Regions from separate parts of the Mus musculus genome. Here regions 1, 2, 3, 5, 6 and 7 are each linked to region 4. The links are chromatin contacts, called in public ChIA-PET, HiChIP or PLAC-seq and promoter capture Hi-C maps. All regions are on one chromosome and are shown on one strand. Each heading gives the region's core, a stretch centred on a gene start, on an enhancer-like site or on the middle of the called end of the contact. The rest is flanking DNA. Distances are from core to core; before and after follow the strand shown.

Region 1 (3,107 bases), core at 461-2,960, 380 kb after region 4:
CACACACACACACACACACACACACTTAAAGTCTTTAGTGCCAGTCTGGTTCCTGGCTCCTTATTAATGCCATTAGGTTGTTATTGCTTCTTGCCACACGAATTGGGGATTGGAGGCTTCTCTACAGTGCTAGGGGAATCTAGAAAAGAGACACTTCACAAGCAGCTTCTTAGGGTGTTGACACCTCAGCTAAATGCTAGGGGATGTGGAGAGGAGGCAACAAAATAGAAGGAGCAAATACAGCGTAGGAAGCTTGTGTCATTGTCATAGGACCCGAAGGAAGCATGGTGGGAAATGGCATGCAGAATGAAAGGCCTGTGTGAGCACATGCTAGTGGGCAGGCTCTAAAGGAAGCATACAGTCCCGACTCTACAGAGCCTCTTCTGATGGGGTGCAGAGATGGCAGGAAACCACAGAAACAAGGGAGCATCTACTTGCCACTGCCTTCCAAGAGCTCTTATTAAAGGCATCCTCTGCCATGCCAGGCAACCAACTAGGTTTTTTTATCCTGCCATCATCCCATCCCAAGTGCCCACAATTCATAGCATGTTATAGATCTGCAGTGAACACCCCTCTCATCCTTGAACTATATGAGAGCTTCCCAGACTTAAGAGAAGTCTTCAATGTATAGTCTTCTAAAAATGCACTACAAATATGTGTGTATTAATTATCCTAACTATCTAATATGCATTAATATAGAGAATACTTAAATATTTTAAATACTGAACATTCTAAATAATTTTAATATTATAAAAATACCATAGTATTTATGATTGAATGTTTGCCCTTCTTTACAGCTTAGGTTAAGAATTCTGGTAATATATATCCTTAGTTTTGGTGGTGCTGGGAATTGAACCTCAGGTCTACTGCATACTAGGCAAGTATTCTACCACTGAGCTACATCTATACCTCTGAGCTGTGTCTTCATTGCTGAGGTATATGAACTACGTCTCTATCACTGAGCTGTGCCTCCAAGTTTTAAGTTTCTACCTTTGAAAATTTTTACTATTTTTTTTAAAAGCCCATCCTCCTGTGGAGGTTTTAAATGTCTTTTCATTTGGATTGACTTTCTCTGGGCCATCCACAACTTTATTTTGCCGTTGTTACAGTTTTAAAAGCATCTGGTTTATTTCCCAACGGACAAAACCAGAGGCCCCTTTCCCTGTTTTGTGTGTGTGTGTTTGTGTGTGCATATGTGTGCATGCATGTGCATGTACAAATGTGTGTGTGTCTTTCATTTCTTGTGATTTTGGCATTTTTCTCTCAGTAAAATACTAAGTGGAGTTAGGCAAAAATAAACCCTTTTGTGTACTGAGGGGCTCATAGAAGGACACAATTTTTCTTGGTGCCTTCCAAAGAGAAATTCAGACATCAGCTCCAGGACTAAGAGGGATGGCCATGGGACGCTAAGTAAGAGTACTGGGGGATTAAAGATGACCAGATGACTGGATAAAGTTGGGACTGGGATTTAGGGATTCCTTGTACTACAGAAATTATACTCTCCAAGACTCCACGTCTCCAGGTCCTCAGAGGTGACTCGAAGCTTCAGTTTCAAGTTGAGTACATTTTCCATCCATGGATTTGCTTGTTTTGTTCAGTTTTAGTTTGAATATTTGAGGTCGTCTTTACGACGTAACAGCTAAACCCACGGCTTCCTTTCTCGTAAAACCAAAACAAAAAGGCTCTCTGTTCAGGTGTCCTGTGTGTGCACTACACATATGTAGCACGTACCTTGGATCAAAGCTGTCTATATAAAGTCCCCGAGTCTGTGTGGGTTCAAACACATCTCAAGGCTTCTGGATCCTGTTGGGTTTTACTCTGCTCCCTGAGGACCTCAGCACATTTGCCCCCCAGCCATGGCTTGTCTTGGACTCCGGAGGTACAAAGCTCAACTGCAGCTGCCTTCTAGGACTTGGCCTTTTGTAGCCCTGCTCACTCTTCTTTTCATCCCAGTCTTCTCTGAAGGTGAGTGGAGACTTCTGGAACATGGAGGTGGAGGAGGTGTTTTTCCTACATGGGTTTCGTTTTTTTTTTTTCTTTCAGAAGCTGAGGACAGTGATTTATAGAAATGCCAGAAGTTAAAGCCAAACCCTCTACTTTTTGGTTTAACAGCTTCCTACAGACAAGTTCCAAGAAGAATATAGGAGGTCTAGCAGTAGCGAAGGAGCTGAGACTAGCCACAGCAGCTTGCTGGGATCTCAGCTGGGACTTAAGGAACCATGAGAGTTCCTTAAGTCCCATATGGGGGAGAACAAGTTCTTTGTCACTGCTAGAAAATCCTGTAAAGTTAAGAGATTTAAGGGGGGCATTTGAAATCGTGAGTACATTTGATCTTGATATCACAGTAACATTAAGGTTTTTCTCCTTACCCCCAATCCCACCCCCAAAACTTACCTAAATTCAAATAAATAAGAAGTTTTCCTCATTCACTTTAAGATTTTGAGACACTCTTAGTTCTTTAAATTATCACACCTAAGGCTTAGGGGACATAGCAGAAGAGGGGGCAGAAAGACTATGAGAGCCAAAGGTACATAGAGTTTACTGAGAGATTGTGTCTCTTAGGATGTCAAATGGTACACCCATAAAGTCTCACCAACACGACTGCCTAAACTTGAGCTGAATAAGGACATGAATAACAATAGACATACCCAAGTGGATGGGGAAAGACCAAGATGCTTCAGCACTATAGCAATAACTACAGGAAGCCAAGGAATATGGAGAGTAGGAAATTGCCAAGGGAAAAGCACACCAGCTGACTATCCAATAACATATGGTCAGCCTTCAAAACAAAAAGCAAATAACATATAGAATGGGCAGGTTTCATTAAGAATGACTATAACTATAGTCTGTGCATATCACAACAAATAATGAAAAGGGGGGCCATGAATTTGAAAGAAAAGCAAGGAGGGGTACATGAGAAGGTTTGGAGGAGAGAAAGGAGAAATAATGTAATTATATTAATCTCAAAGAATAGAAGAAGTAGTAAGTAAAGGGAAAATAAATTAGTTAATTATTTTAAAGATGGAATAGTTTTAAGTCGAAGGAAGAAAGAAAGGCAAAGTGATAGAAAGACAAGAAAAGGGGAGGAAGGAAGAGAGAAGAGAGGA
Region 2 (3,148 bases), core at 406-2,905, 350 kb before region 4:
TGTTGTTAATCAGTTGTCTCCTCAGATCACAGGGTTTTTAAATAATGTTACTGAAGCTTAATGATTTAATTCCCGTCCTCTACTCATTGATGTTTGTTGTGAAGGATAACGGGAACTCTACATTTTGGTGACAGAATCACAAAATTTACTTTCACCTTTGATATCCAAGCTACTGCATGGTCTGCAAAACGGAATTATTTATCCTGTGATTCTTGACAAGAAAAACTTGTAGATTAATCTAATAAGCGAGAATAGATAAGGGCTGGAAGATGGCTCAGTGGTTAAGAGCATTTGCAGCACACAAGACAATGTTCCCAGCACCCATGTCAGGAGCCCCCACCCCCACCCAGACCTCCAGCTCCCAGGGATAAGATATCTTCTGGCCTCAGAGGGTATACAAACATATGTGGCACAAGGACGCACACAGGGCATGTGGGGGCATTAGTATATTTTAAAAATAAAGGTCACATAGTGAACCCCCATGATGGCATTAGTAGCTTTACATTTATTTATCTATTGTGCATGTGTATATGCCAGAGGATAATTTTCATGAGTAGGTTCTTGCTTTCCATTTAGTGAGCTAGGGTCTCTTGTTTGTGGCCAGGGCTCGCTGGCCCTCCAGTCTCCATCTTGCATTTCAGGAGGTCTGGCTTGCACAGCAAGTCATCTCCCTCCCTTTCCTTTCTTCTTCTTTTCTTTTGTGGCAAGGTCTCATGCGGCACAGGTTGGTCCCAGACTTGCTAGGTAGCCCATGTCAGCGCTGAACTCCTGATCTCTCTCCCTCCATCTCCTAAGTGCTAGATCACAGACCTGTTTCTTCAGGGTGGCTTCGATTATTTCTGAAGCTTAGTGATTACATATAGAAGTTCATTTTATTACTTTGTTTCCTTGTGTGTGCTTGTTAGGAATCAAACACAGGGCATCTCAGATGCTAAGCTGCTCTAAAACTGATTTTTTTATATGTTTGTAAAATTTCACAATAGTTTCTTAAATGTTTAGATTTAAAAGGTTAATCTTACGCTTTTCTCCTCTCTTAAAACAATAGCAACAACAACAACCTTAAGAAAGTGTGTGCAGCTAATAAGACTGCCTTTTGCTTCTTTTTCTGAAAGACGGAACTCATTCCGTACAGCAGTCTCCTTGGAACAGACACAGAATGGCAGTGACAGTACAAAGGCAACGACGCCAGAACAGGTAAAGATTTCTTTTCTTCTTTTTTCGCTTTTGAGCTCTGTCCCAGGACCAATCCCATTTCTACAAAGAAATCAAATCGAGATCCCTTCGAGACGCCCTAGGGTCGCCGGTCCTCAGCTGATTCGCAGAGGCGCCGCCAGGCGAGGAAAGTTCCGTCCGCCCCACCTAGCAGGGGCGGGGAGCGACGTCAGCACGTCGGCCCTCACGTCCAGCTGGGTGACTACTGACCGGAATGCCCAGGCTGGCTCCGACCGCTTTCAGAGCCTGAGCGAGGGCACTGCGGCTGCGCAGGCATGCCGGGGGAGGGGCTTCGGGGCTGAGCGGCCCTCGAGGAGCGGCTGCCGGAGGGCCGGGTAAATCCCCAGAGGCCGGAATGATTAGCCCAGGGGCTGCTCCGCCCCTGGCTCCTCCCACCCCGCGTCGGCGCTACCCCGCCTCCGCCTCCGCCTCCCGCCCGGCTTCGGGGTGACACGGGGCTTCGCCGCGGGCAGGGCGGAGGGCAGCAAGTTAGCCCGCGGCGGGGTGGCGCCGGCGGGCCTGTGAGCGTGGTGAGGGGACGCCGAGGTCGGGCGGAGGCTGCCGCGGGGCGGGAAGGCCCGGGGGAATGCGGCGCAGGGCTGCAGCCTGAGGGGCGGCGGCGGCGGGCGAGGGGGCGCGGCCGGCCCGGGCGGGTCTGGCTGCGGCCGGTTGGCGTGGGTCCCGGGTCTGGGTCCCAGAGCGCTCCGGGCCGCGCTTCTGAAGTTGATTGGCACGCCTGACGTTTGTCTCTCTTGTTCGTAACGGGGACGCAGGGAGGAAATGGAAAGGTCCCCGGACTGCTGCGAGGCGGGGTCTGGGGTCGTCCCACGGGAGGTGGTCCTTGCCACGGTGTGTGAGCCCCTTTCTTCTTGGGTGGAGAGGTGGAAGCCAGGTAGGCAGGATGACTTTCGCTGTGTGGATGGTTAAAACAAACAAACCAGGAATTCCTCGGGCCCTCCCCCCACGCCCTGCCCTGCAACGCAGCAAACATTCCCAGCAACTTTTAAGAAGCTGGCGAGAAATCTCGGATATTTGTTGTGTTTGATCTGTGCTCCTGGTTAAAGGAAGGCGTGAGTAGGGAGCCGTCTTCCTTCCCATCTACCGCAGTTTTGGTTGTGAATCTGCCTGGAAGGTTTTAGTATTTTATGTTGATCATTAGTCGTGGTGTGCCAAACAGGAGTTTCTGGAATATCTAATCACATTAAAAATTTATCCCTTTGAATGGGGTGATCAAGGCAGACGGATATCTGGATTTTTTTTTTTCAAATGTGGCTTAAAAAAACTTAGGATATTTTTGTATTTCACAGACCTATTTACGAGACCAGCTACCCCTGATGAAGAAGTGTTGGAGTAGTTGCTGAAATTGACCCTTATTGACCTGAGACAGTCTTATTTGTTCTACGAATTTTTTTTTTTGTTTTTTTTTTGTTTATTCCACTGCTTTGAGCTTTACTGTAACGGCTGATAAACTTGGAAAATAAAGTAATATGATATGGTCTTGAACCGTCTTTTTGAGGAAATATTAAAGTACCAGAGTGGAAAGCCAGAATGGCAGCCAGAGAGAGGCTCTTTGAACTTTGGATGCTTTATTGTACAAAGGTAATTTGCTTTCCTTTTATTTCTGTACTTAAAATTACTTGATTATAAAATTTTGTATCCAGCATTATGACCTTATTGTGTAGTGTGTTTGTGCATATTGATAATCCTGAACTGGCAGGTGTGGTGGTGCATACCTTTAGTCCCAGAACAGAGTCCTAGAACAATGCCGGGCCAGGTGGTGTTATGTGAGTTTGAGTCTATCCTAGTGGACGTAAGACATTTCCAGGACAGCCAGGGCTGCAATTCTCAAAACAGAACCCCAAACAACTCCCCCATCCTGAATTTAAAAAACATGCAAGAGAAATAAATAAATTTTAAAAAACATGTAAGAGATCTT
Region 3 (3,338 bases), core at 654-3,153, 450 kb after region 4:
CAGGCTAGAACTGAGGCAGTCACAGGAGACCTCAGCTACATCTTAGTGGCAGGCCTTGGCATGAATGACTCTTTCTGGTTAGTTAAGAGTGGGCACTTGAGAACTAGACTCTTCAAATGCCAGCACAGCCACTTCCTATAGGGCTTGGGCGAGGCCAGGCCTTTTACTTTTCTTTGCCTCATTTTTCCCTATTTCTGAGATGAGGAAAATAGTGGCCCACGATTCATAAAGTAAATAACAATATGCATAGAATAATATGAATATGTATGCACACAAAAAGTCCATTAAAACAATTTAAGCATACTATTAACTATATTCATAGTATTTGGTATTCTCTATACAAAGTAAGCCATTTGTTATTCTACATTGAAGTGTGTGTGTGTGTGTGTGTGTGTGTGTGGTATGGTGTGTAGTATCCATGTGTTGTGTGTAGTCTATGAGCAGTCATTGAGAGGCCAGAAGAGGACACTGGGCACCTTCCTCTATCATTCTTCCTGCTGTTCCTTGAGACAGGGTCTCTCATGGAACCTGACACTCACCATTTTGCTTAGGCTGACTGACAAGTGAGCTCTGAGGATCCTCCTGTCTGCCCTCCTGTGGTGTTCTGTGGTTACAGGCATGCACAACCACACCCAGGTTTTGCAAGGTTGTTAAGGATTTGAACTCAGGTCCTTATGTTTGACAGCAAGTGCTTTTACCCACTGAGCCATTTCTCATCCTCTTTACCTTTAAATTATATATATCATATATATATATATATATATATATATATATATATATATATATATAATATATATACCACATATATATTATATTATATTATATTATATTATATTATATATAATATTATATATAATTAATTAAGATATATTTCATATAAAATTTAGGTGGCTGTAAATAAATTATTTGCATTATTGCCATTGCTACTGTCTTTTTTCTCTTTCTGCAGAGACAGAGATTTTTATCAGGCATCTTAGCTTTCTTGCTTCATTTGCACCATACATGCAGACAGACTCTCGAGTTTCTACAGATGACTGTAACTTAGAGAAAAGGGGTTAAGTCACTTTAAACCTGACCCTATCATTTATAAAATCATAATCTACAATGAACACCATATAAATATTATTTCTCATATTCCAGGAATATTCCTCTTTCAGATGTTTTAAAATGTCATTTTCTTAAAAACTTTCATTTATTTTCTGTCCTATTTCAAAGGCCTTACATCTCTGGAGTAAATAGCCCTGACAAATGTGTCAAAATATGCCTTATTCATAATTTGTGTTGGATCCTGCAGTCCCCAGTAGCTATTGATATAGAGATCTGAATGAATTGCTTCTGAAAATGATGGGCTTTGTGTTTCTAACCAGAAAGAGGGTCACATTTTCTTCCTGCCTTCATGATCAACAAAAATCTGTGAATTAAGCATCCACCCTACAAACGGTAATGCTTTCCACCCAGCAGTGATATGAATGGTCCATGAAGTCCCTAGAAGCACAAATGACACATAAATAGCTTTGAAAATGAAATCCATCCATCCATCCATCCATCCATCCATACATACATACATACATACATACATGCATCCATTCATCCTTCCATTCTCACATCCATCCATTCACTCATTCATACATGCATGCATCCATCTATCCATTCATCCATTCATCCATCCATCCATCCATCCATCCATTTATTCACACATCCATGTATTCATTCACACATTCATCCATCTAGTCATTCATTTACGCATCTATCCATTCATACATCACCGGGTACTTGCCATGCAGGAGGCGCTGTGATAGCTCTCCAAGTAGAAGTGGATGATAAATGTGACACCACATCAACCTCCACAAACCCACTTCCTCTCCAGAAAACTGAAAACAACTGAGATCACGACTTCACTGACACTTTTGAGCACTGGAGGAGAAGACTGCAACTGCTCCTGGCAGACATGAAGCCGTACTTCTGCCGTGTCTTTGTCTTCTGCTTCCTAATCAGACTTTTAACAGGTGAGTGGCCATCCATAGCTCTTATTGAGTTCTACTTCAAGAGAACATTAAGAAAAATCTGAAGTAGAAAAATTAAGTAAAAATGGAAAATGATTTTATTTTATTTTATTTTATTTTATTTTATTTTGTTTTTAACAAGCACAGACAGTTTCAGAGGCACTGAAGCTCACGGCTCAGGGCGTCATGCCCGGTCAGCGTGGATGTCAGTGCTTCTTTTGATACTGTGTTTTAACATGAAAAAGTACATTTCAACAGACCATTAAAATTTTAAATTACTTGTTCAAAGTTACCTGACAGTGTATAAAGTAGGAGAGTAGCTCACTCTTTTTAGAGAAAGATGAAAGGCAAGATTATTTGTGTCAAAAGAATAGAAATTGAATAGCCCTGGAAATCCTTCTATAGTAGAGAAAAAAGTGGATGACTTCCAAAAGGAAAATTTTGACTTTACTCTTACCTGGTTGGTCCTAAGTCTTAAATGTACAGTCTGCCATAGGGTTGGTGGTTTTTGTTTTGTTTTGTTGCTTTTTATTTTTGATTGTTTTGTTTTTCAAGACAGAGCCATACCAATCCTGGCTTATCTTATAAGGCTTTTAGACACTAGATATGAAGATCACCCCAAATGTAAAAAGGGGGAGAAAATGACTGACAGCATTCACTAGTCCCTCTAGACCTTAAACATTCTGGAATCTTTGACTCTTTTTCGTGGGTGACATTTATCAGACTCTACATGAGAAGTTTAAAGAGGGTCATGTGCAGTGTAAGTAATTACATACAGTCTTTTGCTGCTTCTTATTATATGCACTTACATACTGTTCTTGAAATTGGGATAAGTGAAGTGAAACATTAAGTGGTGGGAAATGCCTTTAATAGGAGAAGCAAAAGCAGAATGCTCAGTGGTATAAGTCCATCTGGAAATGCATTTTTTTCAGTGGTAGAAAGAAGGAGACATTACTTTTCTCTCCAAAAAGAAGTCAAACCTAAAATTGGATTTATTAAACATTTAGTATTGTGCTGTTTCAAAGGCACTCAAATGTTCTTAAGAAGGATGAAGAGCGAAGACCTTGTTGTATTTACCTGGAAGAAGTACTAAGAACAGCTCTGGGCCAGATGTGTTTTCTACTCTGCACGCTAGTTTTACAACCCCCCTGAAAAGCTTAGCAGCATACGTGAAACAAGAAAAACCATGGCAGGGAGATCCACTCATTTACTCATCCACTCATCCGTTCATTCACGCATCACTGGACACTTGCCATGCAGGAGATGCTGGGCTGGCTATTGTATAAACAGTGGTGAGCAAGACCAGGCAGGCCCACTCTGCTGAGACTAGCTGAG
Region 4 (3,473 bases), core at 541-3,040:
TTACAACTAACTTCTGTATAAATGTCATATAAAATAAGTTCAAGTTTTAAAAAAGAACTCTGGTGCTGGGCATGGTAGCACATTGGAGGCAGAGGCAGGCAGATCTCTGTGAGTTTGAAACCATCCTGGTCTATAAAACAAGTCTCAGGACTACACAGAGAAACCCTGTCTTGAAAAAACAAAAACTGAACTTCAGGCATTCTATTTGTAGAATTATAAAGTTACATTAGGATGCTATCTTGAGATTTTATAACTCTATTAAATAATGCCCATCTTGTTTTTAGATATATTCTCCTTGTAGCCCAAGCTGAGTAAAACTCACTGTATACAGCAGAAAATAACCTTAAATGAAGATGACCTCTAGAGTGCTGGGGTTACAGTTAGGTGCTACCACAGCTGCCTTCAGTGGCACTGGGAATGGCACCCGGTCTCTGTGGCTGGGGAGACATATACAGTCAGTCCCCATCTCCATTCTGTTTCTAAAGATTCATTTTCATGTGTATGAGTATTTTGTCTGAATGTATCTAATTGTACTGTGATGATTTGAATATGCTTGGCTCAGGGAGTGGCACTATTAGGAAGTATGGCCTTGTTGTAGTAGGTAGGGCCTTGTTGGAGGAAGTGTGACATCATTGTGTGCCTGGGCTTTAAGACCCTCATCCTAGAAGCCTGGAAGTCAATCTTCTAACGGCCTTCAGATGAAGATGTAGAACTCTCAGCTCTTTCTGTACCATGCCTGCCTGGACACTGCCATGCTCCCACATTGATGATAATGGACAGAACCTCTGAACCTGTAAGCCAGCCCCAATTAAATGATGTCCTCATAAGAGTTGCCTGGGTCATGGTGTCGATTCACATCAGTAAAACCCTGACTAAGATATGTGCCATGTGTGCATGTAGTGCCTGCAGAGGCTAGAAGAGGTAGCTGGATCCCCTAAAACTGGAGTTACAGTTATGAGCTGCTACTCAGGTGCTGAGAACCAAACCTCTGTCCTCTGCAAGAACAGCCAGTGTTCTTAACTACTAAGCTATTTCTCTAGTCCTTCATCCTGATTTTGATGCTATCAAATGAATGTGATCCTCAATCTACTCAGTGTTTTATTTCAAAAAACAGCCGAGAAATTCTTCTTTAACCTTAGACATAATTTTTCAGAAGCAATTTACGAAAAGTCAACTTCTTTCCAGTTCAAATAAATGAATATGTATTTTTAATTACCTGCCCATGGTGCTGAGACAAAGAAGGCGATACTGAGAAACACTCTCCTAAGGTCAAGAAATTAGTAATATAGTATGGTGAGTTTTAACCTTTGGGGAGGTTGCTAGGAATCTGCAAAAATCCTACAGATCTTCTTCCAGGAAAATGCCCAATATACAATCTTTTTTCAGCTGTTTTTGAGGAATCATTAACTATTTGAAACTTAAAGTTGATTAACACCGAATGTGCACAGGTAGTGAGCTAAAATAATGAAGTAAATCTGAATCTTAGTAAGTCAACTATTTTTTAAAATATCCGTAAAAACGAACATGTTTATAGTTAAGTCATGATATGCATTGGTTTTAATGTTTCTCTTTAAGATTCATTTATTTTATGTATATGAGTACACGCTGTATCTGTACAGATAGTTGTGAGCCTTCATCTAGTTGTTGGGATCTCTGCTCGCTCCGGTAGACCCCCACTCACCTGGCCCAAAGATTTAATTATTATTTTAATTAAGTACACTGTAGCTGTCTTCAGATGCACCAGAAGAGGGCATCAGATCTCATTACGGGTGGTTGTGAGTCACCATGTGGTTGCTGAGATTTAAAGTTAGAACCTTCAGAAGAGCAGTCGGTGCTCTTAACCCCTGAGCCATCTCACCAGCCCTAATGTTTCTCTTTAATGACAGATTTCGAAGATGAAAAGTTAGGCAACTTGAAATATAAGTGAGAAGAGAATACTGAGTGTGGAGAACTACCATCTGAGTGGAGTTCCTACCTCAGCCAAGGCAGTCTGACTCTTTCCTAACTGCTTTCTCTTTTTGGCCTCCTCCTCAAGTGTACAACCACTTGGTCACAGACACAATATACTAGCCAGCCCTTGGATAATTTCCTTTATACACTATAATTTCTATTTATTTCTTCTCGTCCTAGCTGTATTAGCTACTTTCTGTTGCTGTGAAAAAAAATCATGACAGAGACAACTTAAAGAGCAAAAAGTTTATTTGGGTTTAGTGTCCAGAGGGATAAGAGTCAGTCCATCATGGCAGGAAGCCTGGCAGTGGGTAGATAGAAGCAGGAAGCCGAGAGGCCACTTCTTTACCACAGACACAGCAGAGAGAGCAAACCAGAGAGGTGTGAAGTTCTAAACTCTCAAATATGCCCCTGTGGCATACTTCCTCCAGCAAGGCTACACCACCCCAATAACCTCTCCATCAGAGCTACTGACTTGGAACCAAGTATTTAAATACCTAATTTTATAGGGAACACTTCTTACTCAAACCAACACACCAGCATAGAACTGGACACTTAATCATTATCTTTATCATAACACTGCTTCTGTAAGAAAAAAGCTAAGAAGTAAGAAGTGGCTCATTTAGTGCTTATAACACCTGCCTGAGGACCTGAGTTTAGATCTGCAGCACCCATGTAAAAGAGGAGAACTGGTGGAGTTGGTTCTCTCTACCATGTCGGTCTCAGGGATTGAATTTAAGGCTTGACCGCAAGGACCTTAACCTGTAACTGTCTTTGCTACTTTGTAGATTCTTCTCCTCTGACCTCCATATACTCCACAGCATGCAACCCCACCTCCCTACAATAGAAATATGCCATAAGAATAGAGGTAGATACTGGATATAATGGCTAATCTCTGGTATCAAGTTGGCTGCATCTGCAATAAAATAAAATTCATGCAGCTGTGCACAGCTGTGAGGGATTTTCTTGATTGGATTATTTGAGATGGGAAGGCCCACCCTAAATCTGGGCCACACATTCTGGTGGCAGCTCACTTAAAAGATATGAAAGAAGGAAGCCTTTGCTTCTTTGCCTGCTTGCCTACCCTCTCACTGGCAGGTTTATCTACCCTGTGTCTAAGTTATTCCTTTGCTCATATTAGAATCTACTTCTTTAGGCTCCAACATAGACTGAACACCAGAAGCTCTCTAGGAACCCCCCAGGACTCCAGCACCAGAAGGGCAGTGCTGAGACCTATACCCAATTCTTGCCCTTCCCATCAGGAGCAGCCATTGCTGGCTGGATCACAGTCTGTAAAAACTCTAATAACCACCCTCCTTTAATATATATGCATTCATTCTACCAGTTCTGTTCCTTAAGAGAATGCTGACTAATCCACCAGATGTCAACCTCTGGACTCTCTATACATGTGTCCACACTCACATGTCTGTCACAGAGAACTGTAGAGAAGTAAATTAAACAGAAATGGTTTGGTACTTACAGACATCAGAAGACAGTTTGATAAAAATGATGCCTTTTCTTAT
Region 5 (3,434 bases), core at 867-3,366, 300 kb after region 4:
GGTATTATTCTGATAGTTCTGTCTTTATATGTAACTTGGTCTTTTCCCCCTTGTAGTTTTAATATCTTTCTTTGTTCTGTACAGTTAGTGTTCTGATTTTATGTGTAGAGGGAAATTTCTGGTCCAGTTTATTTGGTGTTCTCTATGTTTCTTCCGGCTTGATAGGCATCTCCTTATTTAGGTTAGGGAAATTTTCTTCTGTTATTTTGTTGAAAATATTATCTGTGCCTTTAACCTGTATTTATTATCAATTCTTTATTATTATTATTATTATTATTATTATTATTAGATTTGGTCTTTTCACAGTGTCCCAGATTTCCTGGATATTTTGTGTCAGAAGTTTTTCAGATTTAACATTTTCTTTGACTGTAGTATCCATTTATTCTACTGTGCCATCAATGCCTTAGACTCTCTCTTCTGTCTCTTATATCCTTGTATTGTTGATGAGGCTTTGAGGCTTGCCTCTGAGGTTTCGGTTCAAGTTCTTAAATATTTCATTTATAGATTTTCCCTCTGTTCATGTTTTCTTTATTGACTCTACTTCTACTTCCAGGTCTGAACAGTTTTATTCATTTCCTTCTACTGTTTGTTCGTGTTTTTATAGGTTTCTTTAAGGGATTTATTCCATTTAAGGGATCTTTTGGGGGGCGGGGAACAAGACCTCTGTTATATTCATTAAGGCTATTTTAAGGTCATTTTATTGTGTTTCAGCTATGCTGTAGTTCTCAGAGTCTACTGTGGTAGAGTTGCTGGATTCTAGTGGAGAAGAGACATATTGTCTTGGCTGTTACTGATTGTGTTTTTATGATAGTGTCTAGGTATTTGGGTTTGAGAAGATTTTAATTGTAGGTTCTGATATCTGGTCTTGTCTTTGTTGAATATGTGTTTTGTTCCTTGGTTTCTGGTGTCTTCTCAGGTTCTTAGGAGGGTGTGATGGCTGTGTGTTGTCTGGTAGGAAATTCTTCTGGGATCCTGATAGGTGTGGCCACCGGGGTTCCCGGTAAAATGTGTTTCTAGTTATTAGGAGCTGGAATTTAGGAATGGGGATGGGCTGGGGGCACTGTGGGGGTCCACAGGAGGGAGCAAAACAGGGTATTCTATTCCAGAAATGGGGGCAAAGAGTGAGGAGAGGCCACAACAGGGTGTCTGCTACAGAGGTGGGATGAGACTTGGGGACTGAATACAGAGGAGAGAGTGAGGAGTTGAAGCTTGCCTACCTGCTTTCTGGACTACTTGCTTCTCAGGCAGGCTTGGCTGGTGGACTCCCAGGAAATGCCTGCTGGTGTTGGGGCAGGGACAACAGGATGAGCTGGGGAAAGGAAAGTTGGAGGAGAAAGTTTACCGTGGTCCATTGGAGGTGGGGGCAGAGAGGAAGGGGAGGCCACAGCAGGTAGAGAGCTGGAAATGACTGGGGAATTGGCTTTGGAAGAGAGAAGAGGGGTGAAGAGCTACAGTTATTTTACCTGCTTCTCTGGCTGAAGTGCAAGTAAGGTATTTTGAATAGTCTAGTTGATAGCTATACTTTGAAAGAACAATTGAAAATAGAATCATTCCTCAATTTTGACAAGGAAGCTATGTATTTAAGCAAGGGAGAATGTTTACTTTCTGTTTTCTCTTGTGGGAACAGCATGTGTTTAGCTCAGCCAGAAGTGAGAATATACATTCAGAATTGTTCAAAGCATAGTTGAAATCATACCAGAATTCTATTTCCAAAGCAACAACTGTACTATGTGGCCTCAGTTCCTGGTTGTCAGTGTCAGCTAATTGTTGATAAATTGAAGATAACAATAATCCCTAGTGACAGATTTCTGAGGTTCATATGAAATAATTTGCATTAATCACCTGCCCTGGATCAGAGTAAATGACATGCCTTATAAAGAGATAGGTCACAATGTAGCTCTAGAGTAAAAAAATAAAAATAAACAAAGATAAATAAAGACAGTTACTCCAAGGGTCACAGTCTTGGTCACCAATGGGGCTACAGTATTCCTGCAAGTACTCTGGAGTACTTCTTCGTAAAAGTCAGAGGTTTATAAAACAATTAGTGTATGTGTGAGGAAAACAGCATGACTCAATAGGGCCAGTGTTCAAAGATCGTGCCCACTTTCCCAGAAACAAAATTGAAACTTGAGATTTCTGTCATGAGTCAGAAACCTTCAAAGCCTTTTCATGATGTTGATAATGGCAAAGGTTGGTTATTTTGCTCATCAATGTCTTTATTACCCCAAAGCCATACAGATTTAAGGTAACAAAAAATTTTTAAGTAGAACATTATATGTTCAATGTCTCTGATAGGCATGTAATTAATTATTTTTAATCAAACATATTCTGTTTGAACTTATCAAACTATCTTCAGAAAAACTAGCTATTTTGCTTTGCACTGAGGTGGCAATGGAGGATAAAATACTCCCTGATAAATTTATAATCTGAGTCTCACTTCTCCACAATTTTGGTGCTGGGATATCTGAAGTATCTGTGGTTTTCTTATCACTAGTGGATAGGGGAAGAAAACAGTAGTGATTTAGAAGTAAATGAAATTTGTGTGGGCCAAATAAAAATTTTGCTGATATGATACCATGCGATATGGTATGATGTGTTATGATATTCCCTAATGACATCTATGGGATTACTTTACCCATTTTTAGCCTGGTGTGTGTGTGGGCTCCAGTGGACACATCTACAATCCAAGTCCTACATCTGGATAGGATAGGAAGTTTTTAAGACCCAGAATATGTGTAAGTCTGTGTGAGATTGTATCTCCTAGAAACGACAGGGAAGCTACACCTAGGATACCTCTACAATATGTCCACCTAAGCAAGACTTGAATAAGTACACCAACAAAGATGCCAACATGGAAGGGGAAATGTCTTACAGAGTTCTGCTACTAGACAAAGAACTACAAGTAACTAATAACAACTGAGTGGGGGAAAGAGGGAGAGGGAGAGGGAGAGGGAGAGGGGGAGGGGAGAGAGAGGGAGAGGGAGAGAGGAGAGAGAATTAGCCTCTCCAGGTGTACTGGCTGCTTTTGTGTCAACTTGACATAGTATGGAGTTATCACAGGTGAGGAAATGCTTACATGAGATCCAGCTGTGGGGCAGATCCAGCTGCGGGGCATTTTCTCAATTAGTGATCAAGGGGGAAAGGCCCCTTGTGGGTGGGACCATCTCTGGGCTGGTAGTCTTGGGTCTATAAGAAAGCAAGCTGAGCAAGCCAGGGGAAGCATCCCCCCCCCCCATGTAAGTAGCATCCCCTCCCCCATGGCCTCTGCTTCAGCTCCTGTTTTCTGACTTGCTTGAGTTCCAGTCCTGACCTCCTTTGGTGATGAATAGCAGTGTGGAAGTGTAGGCTGAATAAACTCTTTCCACCCCAACTTGCTTCTCGGTTATGATGTTTGTGCAGGAATAGAAACTCCGACTAAGACACCAGGAATGAAT
Region 6 (3,045 bases), core at 157-2,656, 500 kb after region 4:
AGGGGAACAAAAGCCACAGCAGAAGAGAATTCAAGAATATGTGTGTGTGTGTATGTGTGTGTGTGTGTGTGTGTGTGTGTGTGTGTGTGTGTGAGAGAGAGAGAGAGAGAGAGAGAGAGAGAGTATGAAAGAGGACCATTTGGGGAGGATCAAAAGGAAGGTGAACTGGGTGTGGATACAAATAAGACATGATGTATAATATGATGTATATATGCACGAAATGTCAAAGAATACATTAAAAATAATCTTTGGGTTTTGTTGTTCCTGCTGGGCTTTTTTGTTGTTTGCTTGTTTGAGTCAGTCTTACAATGTAGCGTTGGCTGGACTAGGAACTCACAAATGTATATACCAGGCTGCCTTTTGACCTCTTAAACATTTGTCTGCTGCTGCCCCCAGAGAGATAGGATTAGGGGCAGGTGCCACCAAGCCCAGTTAAAAACAATTATTAAAAGAACAGAATGCTATCAAGGAATGTTCTGGACATAGGGATTAGTGACAAAAGCTGATGGAGTGGGGATTCCAGAGGACTGGATAGAGTGTGCAGATGGTGGACCAGATCCCCCTCTGAATATTGTGGCAGAAGAGATTGGTGGAATCTGAATGTATGAACACACTTTTCTTTGATGGAAGAGAAAGTGAGAGTAGACCTGTAGGAGGTTGTCTTAGGCAGTGACTATGAGAGAGGAGTGTTGTGCAGCACAAAGTGCTTTGTTTGGTTGGATTTCACCCTAGAGTCAAGAAGGATCCAGCTGAGCTGGAGTCAGAGTCGCTGGAATTGAAGCTGTATTGAGGGTGTGTACAGTGCAGGCCTTGCACTGTGACTAAGCAGCTAAGAGTGACCCAAGAATCTGTTTGCAAAAGGAAAGTTACACTGAATTTTCTCTGAGGCCTCTTTCAGCTTTGAAATGTTATGATTCTGTGATTAATTAAAAAAAATAAATGAATAGGGCAAACAGTATTTCAAGAGGAATGTTTAAATTACTTATGAGAACAAACTTTTTAAGTACCCTTAAGCATCGTAAAACATCCACTCCCACAGAAATAATTGATACGCCAATTATAAATCTTTCTTCGCTGTTCATTCAGGCAGATTTCCTGAGACCTATGCTTGGCCACGTTCTGTTTACCTACTTCAAGTTCTTGTTTGTATTTCAAAGCCCAAACTGCATATCTTTCAACAACATGTTTCAGCCTGGCTGATCCCAGAGTAGAGCTAAATTATTAAAGTTTTCTATTATGTGCAAGATGAGTTCTTGATGAATTGGTTTATCTCTGGAGAAATGCCCATCTTCTTCTTAATTTAGGACACAGCTGTCAGAATTGCAAACTTCATCAAAAATGGCCACAGATAACTCAGACACCTCTCAGAGACACTTCCTCTCAGTTGGCATGGTCTTTGAGGACAAACCACACTCTGAAATGTTTGTATAACAGGAAAATGTGGTGTCAAGATGATCAAAACAAGATAGGAGACAATATATTTTCACAGAATTTGCATACATTATTAAAAATAATAACAAGTGGACCTACAGAATGAGAACAGAGCCAGAGAGAGAGAGAGAGAGAGAGAGAGAGAGAGAGAGAGAGAGAGAGAGAGAGAGAGAGAGAGAGAGACATTGAAGAAAACACAAGCTGATTAAGTGCATGTGTGAAGTCCAGACCTGATGTTAGCAATAATGAGGTTGGCCCTTTTTAAGTTTAGGAGAACATCAGCAATCTCCCACCTCAGTGAGAACAGATGAGGCCTCTGTTAGCTACCTGAAATCATGATCTGACATTTGGAAGAAGTGTGTGAGGTAACCATCCTGAGCTTCAGTTAGCTTTAATGGAGAATATAAGGAAGTTAAAAAAAAATCAAATAAGACAAAGCAAACTGAAATCAAGTAACACAATGCAAACTGAATTTTCAAAGGAATGCCTTTTTTAAGATTTATTTTTAATTATCTGTCTGTCTGTCTTTGTAAATGTGAACCTGGGTGCAGGTACATGCGAAGGTCAGATGCGTCTGATTCCCCCTGAGGCTAGAGTTACATGTCATTGTAAGCCTCCCTATGTACAGGGAATTGAAAGTCCTCTGTAAAAGCAGTACATGTTTTAAATGCTGAGCCATTTCTCCAGGCCCTAAAAGAATAATGAGAGGCTATTTAGTGATGTGTAGGGAGGATTCCGGAAGGACACCGGGTTGATAGGACAACTCCCAAGAGTAACAGGAACATGATCCTGTGAGCAGGTCCTCTGTAGTATTATCTGATATTATGTGATCTTAGAAGACCATGCATATAACCTGGGAGGGAGAGAGATTCAGACTTACTCTCTATGTCTCCTGATTTTGTCTCCCATTGAAACCCAACTGGTATCTGGTCAAGGGAGTCAGGCAGGTGATCTATAGGAAACCACTTTCTATAGTATAGGGGAATCTGTGCTGTGGCCTTGGAGCTAAAGAGAATCCAAGAATGAGATGGTGTATGTTGATTTCTGGTATATATATATATATATATATACATATATATATATGTATATATATATATATATATATATATACCATAGAAAGTGGTATTTCATGATGAAGACATCCACCTTGTGGGACAGTAAACTGATCAACACTACAGATCACAGAGAAGAGTAGAGGAAGGGAGACAAGGTTGACACAGTGAGCTCATGTCTCACTATGCATTAGGACCTACTGTCATTTCTGTTACGAGAGGCTTCTAATTGTACCACTTGTCATGTGTTTGAGCTTCTCTTGCAGGAGCCAGCTATGCTGGAACTAATGTCACCAAGGTGGACAGAGGCGAATCTGTGCTGCGGCCTTGGAGCTAAAGAGAATCCAAGAATGAAATGGTATGTTGATTTCTTATTATTGGTATATGTATATATATATCACTGAGTAAACAAGAAACATTTATCTTCCCAGAGTGTATTTCTTACTTCTGTTACTGTGATAAAACACCAAAGTATTTATAGAAGAAAGTTTATTTGGGCTAATTTCCAAAAAGATAGGAGTCAATCAAGATTTGGAAGCAACTGTCATGACAGCTGGAGTAG
Region 7 (3,351 bases), core at 381-2,880, 430 kb before region 4:
AATTCCCTTATAGTGGTTGTCTGCAGGCAAGTCTGCGGGAACATTTTCTGGACTAATAACTGATGTAGGAGGAACCAGCCCACTGAGTAGAGCCACCCTGTATTTTAAAAGCAAACTTAGCTAGCTAGCCATTGGGAGAGCAAATGCAGCTTGCCCCCACCCCCACCCCTCACCTCTGGTTTCTGCTTCAGTTCCTGCCAGGAGTTCCTCCTATCTTGGCCTCCTCTGAGATGACTGTAACCCTTTCCTCCCCAAATTGCTTTTTGTCAGTGTTTTATCACAACAAGAGAAACCTAAGTTGGACACACTCACACAAAATACACCTAATCAAATCGGACACTGAATTGGCTTCATTCTAATTAAAAAAACAGCTCTACAAACTCCATAGCCAGTTTCTAGTCTGTTTGGGGGGGGGGGGGGGATGAAGTTGTGCTTTCAGAAACCACGAGACACCGTTAACGGACAAGCCTGTTCAACTCTCAAATTACTGACATGATGTGTGCAGCATGCAGAAAGCAAACGTGAAGCCCTGGTCCTCCACACACGTCAAATTATGAAAAGCTCATGAAAGTGGGTAGAAAACGGAGATTTAAGAAGACGTGAACACCGCTTCCAAATGAGACAGGGCAGAAGTGCGGGGCACGTGAAGGGGAAGGCGAATGAAGTCTTTTTTATTTTTTTCTATCAGTCAGCTTATCTTATTTGCAATAAATTCTTTTAATTGTAGCCATTATAATTATTAAAGTTCTTTCAACTTTGATTTACTAAAACCTTGTCCGTTTCTTCTTTAATGTATATCCCCAGTCAAAACAGCAAGGATCAAATCGAAGGAGTCTTCAAACGAGATCGGCTCCTGGAAGACAGGGACAGAAGCTGGAACCCTTACTTACTTCTTGTTCTCGCTGTAGAAACGTGCCTGGAGTTGTGCCATGGCTGAATATACACACGAGACTTCTCCACGAAAATGTGTGCGTTGATAATCAAGCAGCTCTAAGGTAGACTGCGCCGCAAGCGCAGCAGGAGCTAGGCTTCAGTTAGCTCCCTCAGGTTCCTACAGAACATACCACGAGGTTCGATTTCCACCAGCGCCCAGCCCGCACACATCAAGTACCTATTCCGAGATTTAGGAAACATCGATTAGTCAAGCGTAGTCCTAAAAGCATCCAGTCCCCTTAAGACTTTTGTTTCTTATCTATCTAGATTCGTAATCTATTAGGAAAATAAAGAAAATAACTAGCTTGAGCCAAATTTTAAGCGTGTCTTTAGACCCAGACCCTTTAGACTCAGCGCTCAGATACTACAAACCCCAGAAGGGAGCGCGTTTCAGACCCTCTGAACACTGGGAGTTGTAGGCTTTATTTATTTTGCCACACCGCATTTAGGGTCTCATATCTGCTTTTAATACTCCTTTCTCCGGGCAGATATTACACTTCCTGCTTCTTTATTCTGAGTGACAAAGGTCCCATCTGTTCGTCTTGTGTGCACTGTTCCAACAGCCAAATTCGGCCGAGACCATGTGTTCTTACCTCTGGCTTCAGAGCGGAAACTCGGGAAAGGAGAACGAGTCGGAAGGGAACTGGGCGACGGTGGCTGAGAAGGGTCTAATCTGATGGACCTGCGCTGCGCCTCCAGGAGGGGTGCGCCTGCGCATTGTGCTGGTCTCCACGGCGCGGCCTCGGAGCCAAGACGAGGTTGAGTAGTCTCGTTTTGAATTTTCTCCCTTCTGCTTACGGCGGACTCCCCTCTCGCGTTGTGGGGCTCGCTGCGGCGGCAGGGTTGGGGGAGCCGGAGGCCTGGCAGAGCTGTCTGTGCCCAGCGACCGGACGCTCCCTCCCAACCTCCCTTCGTCCCCCTGCCGCCTCCTCCCGTCACCTCCTGACCCTCCCGGGCTGGGAGCAACCGCCGGCCCCCGCCCCCGGCCGTCGCCGGACGCCGCTGTGCGCTGTCCCTGCGCCCTCGTCCGCCTCCACGGCGGCTCCTTCGCCGTGGGCCCGGGAGGGGCCCCGCGGCCGGGAGAAGGCAGGCTGCCGCAGGGGGAGGCGAGGTGTCTGTCCCGCAGAGGGTGCGGAGCCCGAGAACGCACCACCGCCACGGAGCATCCGAGTCCTGGGCCGGAGCGCCCGCCCGAGAGGGGCCTCTCCCCTCCTTTCCGAGTCTGACGTTTAGAAAAGTGTCCTCTGCACCTTCTCCCCTGCTTTCGGGCTTCTTTTATTATTATTATTATTATTAATTATTAATTATTTTTTTAATCTTGATGTCACTCAAAGGCTTGTCTCGGTCTCAATGGTCTCGATTATTACTCTAGTTATTTTCCTGAGTGGAGAATAGATGGGGGCTATTACTCTTAAGATCCCAAAGTCACTTTTTTAAGGCATTCGTCTGAAAACCTCCGGGGGTAGGGTGGGGTACAGGGACACACTACTCTGAGACAGCAATTTAGAGTCAGGCAGAACTGGATTGCAAAATGTGTTGGCTTAGCGGTATGAGTGAACCAGTGAATATGGTGAGAGGTTTTCTATATGTCGCCTAATTAAATTTAAATCCGTAGAAAACTAGAAGTTATCTAGTCAGTTGGAGGCGAAAACAATCATTTGTTAAGTGGACAACGACCCAAAAAGCATGACTGTTCTCAGTTTATTCATTTTACAGAATTGCATGCCCCATTACAGGAATGCCTGAATTTGATTCTACCTGTTACTTAACCTCTGTGCCACACTAAGATTAGCTGTGACAATTTAATGTCGCATAAGAAGCACTCAGAAAATGTTAACTATTTTTCTCATAAGAGCTACCAATAGAAGTTTTTACCACTGATGTAGGTGGAGGCATAAAATGAGAAAAACCTCTGCCCAAAATACAGGGAAAAAAAATTTCCTTGTTCAGATTGGGTTTGCTGATAACAGTGTTACCAGACGAATTAACTATTGAATTTTTACTGATAACATATAACTAATTAAAACATCATTTTAAACTTCCTTTAGTTTGGACTTAACAGATTAACAATACATTTGGAAGACAGTACATTTTTAAAATCTTAATTCGAGTGGAAAACTATGATTAGGAAGATATAGAACAGGAATTACTCAGAGTTCAGTTTGCAAAGCACACATCTTGAATTCACTAAAATATATTTTTATTTAGCTAAGGTATTTAGTTAAGGGAAGATAAGTGACTAAGAATACCTGGGACGAGCTTTTTTCAATAGTCACTTACATGTCTTAGCTGGTATGGCTTGCAGGCGTTACCTAGATAGCTAATGCTAGAGTGTTGGTTCTCTTAATTTTAGCTTATATCAACTGCAGACTTCTGGGATTCATTTATTGGGGTCCTCATGAAGACTCAGTGTTATCT

Evidence for each region. Promoter capture Hi-C pulls out the DNA fragments that hold promoters and counts their contacts. ChIA-PET counts read pairs in DNA pulled down with a chosen protein or histone mark. HiChIP or PLAC-seq counts read pairs in DNA pulled down with a chosen protein or histone mark.
Region 1: a contact with region 4 is called in an RNA polymerase II ChIA-PET map of memory CD8 T cells, with 993 read pairs. The contact joins the promoter of Ctla4 here to the enhancer-like site in region 4. A contact is called at or near these places in 1 of 39 promoter capture datasets (macrophages), 1 of 15 datasets of contacts at CTCF or cohesin (the NIH/3T3 cell line), 1 of 484 Hi-C or Micro-C datasets (bone marrow-derived macrophages), 3 of 115 datasets of contacts at active chromatin or transcription factors (effector CD8 T cells, large pre-B cells and memory CD8 T cells) and 4 of 9 other capture datasets (adipose tissue, liver, macrophages and 1 more).
Region 2: an RNA polymerase II ChIA-PET map of memory CD8 T cells shows a contact between it and region 4, with 38 read pairs. The contact joins the promoter of Nbeal1 here to the enhancer-like site in region 4. A contact is called at or near these places in 9 of 39 promoter capture datasets (the C10 cell line, the HPC-7 cell line, HPC-7-derived erythroid cells and 5 more) and 4 of 115 datasets of contacts at active chromatin or transcription factors (effector CD8 T cells, embryonic stem cells, memory CD8 T cells and 1 more).
Region 3: a contact with region 4 is called in an RNA polymerase II ChIA-PET map of effector CD8 T cells, with 28 read pairs. The contact joins the promoter of Icos here to the enhancer-like site in region 4. A contact is called at or near these places in 5 of 39 promoter capture datasets (the C10 cell line, cranial neural crest, frontonasal cranial neural crest and 2 more), 1 of 15 datasets of contacts at CTCF or cohesin (pro-B cells), 14 of 484 Hi-C or Micro-C datasets (B cells, the BV-2 cell line, the C2C12 cell line and 10 more), 3 of 115 datasets of contacts at active chromatin or transcription factors (bone marrow-derived macrophages, effector CD8 T cells and fibro-adipogenic progenitors) and 2 of 9 other capture datasets (liver and macrophages).
Region 5: a BATF HiChIP or PLAC-seq map of CD8 T cells shows a contact between it and region 4, with 5 read pairs. The contact joins two enhancer-like sites. A contact is called at or near these places in 2 of 15 datasets of contacts at CTCF or cohesin (CD8 T cells and the NIH/3T3 cell line), 6 of 484 Hi-C or Micro-C datasets (CD4 T cells, the STO cell line, Th1 cells and 3 more), 5 of 115 datasets of contacts at active chromatin or transcription factors (CD8 T cells, a beta-TC-6 cell line, embryonic fibroblasts and 2 more) and 3 of 9 other capture datasets (adipose tissue, liver and pancreatic islet).
Region 6: an RNA polymerase II ChIA-PET map of memory CD8 T cells shows a contact between it and region 4, with 6 read pairs. The contact joins two enhancer-like sites. A contact is called at or near these places in 2 of 115 datasets of contacts at active chromatin or transcription factors (effector CD8 T cells and memory CD8 T cells).
Region 7: a promoter capture Hi-C map of the HPC-7 cell line shows a contact between it and region 4, with 4 times the contacts expected there. The contact joins the promoter of Carf here to the enhancer-like site in region 4. A contact is called at or near these places in 6 of 39 promoter capture datasets (the C10 cell line, the HPC-7 cell line, HPC-7-derived erythroid cells and 3 more) and 2 of 115 datasets of contacts at active chromatin or transcription factors (effector CD8 T cells and memory CD8 T cells).

What each region holds. Positions count from the first base shown.
Region 1 is chr1:60,907,315-60,910,421 of GRCm38.p6, forward strand. Ctla4 (cytotoxic T-lymphocyte-associated protein 4) reads left to right here and starts at 1,711. Exons shown (of 4, transcript NM_009843.4): 1 at 1,711-1,965. The coding sequence starts at 1,857.
Region 2 is chr1:60,178,944-60,182,091 of GRCm38.p6, forward strand. Nbeal1 (neurobeachin like 1) reads left to right here and starts at 1,656. Exons shown (of 55, transcript NM_173444.2): 1 at 1,656-1,742; 2 at 2,520-2,811. The coding sequence starts at 2,761.
Region 3 is chr1:60,976,011-60,979,348 of GRCm38.p6, forward strand. It overlaps Icos (inducible T cell co-stimulator), which reads left to right and starts at 1,904. Exons shown (of 5, transcript NM_017480.2): 1 at 1,904-2,006. The coding sequence starts at 1,949.
Region 4 is chr1:60,528,546-60,532,018 of GRCm38.p6, forward strand. The region is part of intron 2 of Raph1 (Ras association (RalGDS/AF-6) and pleckstrin homology domains 1); the gene reads right to left. Among named protein-coding and RNA genes, the nearest start is that of Raph1, 36 kb to the right of the region's middle. Within about 2 kb of position 1,791, at least 11 of the 459 cell types and tissues checked have an H3K27ac peak or open chromatin away from gene starts, as enhancers often do. A contact at or near this core is called in CD8 T cells, the HPC-7 cell line, effector CD8 T cells and 1 more, where this site is marked.
Region 5 is chr1:60,831,760-60,835,193 of GRCm38.p6, forward strand. No RefSeq gene overlaps it. Among named protein-coding and RNA genes, the nearest start is that of Gm38137, 30 kb to the right of the region's middle. Within about 2 kb of position 2,117, at least 12 of the 459 cell types and tissues checked have an H3K27ac peak or open chromatin away from gene starts, as enhancers often do. A contact at or near this core is called in CD8 T cells, where this site is marked.
Region 6 is chr1:61,029,350-61,032,394 of GRCm38.p6, forward strand. No RefSeq gene overlaps it. Among named protein-coding and RNA genes, the nearest start is that of Icos, 53 kb to the left of the region's middle. Within about 2 kb of position 1,407, at least 18 of the 459 cell types and tissues checked have an H3K27ac peak or open chromatin away from gene starts, as enhancers often do. A contact at or near this core is called in memory CD8 T cells, where this site is marked.
Region 7 is chr1:60,096,617-60,099,967 of GRCm38.p6, forward strand. Carf (calcium response factor) reads left to right here and starts at 1,631. Exons shown (of 16, transcript NM_139150.5): 1 at 1,631-1,691. It overlaps Wdr12 (WD repeat domain 12), which reads right to left and starts at 1,291. Exons shown (of 13, transcript NM_021312.5): 1 at 891-1,291. The coding sequence starts at 931.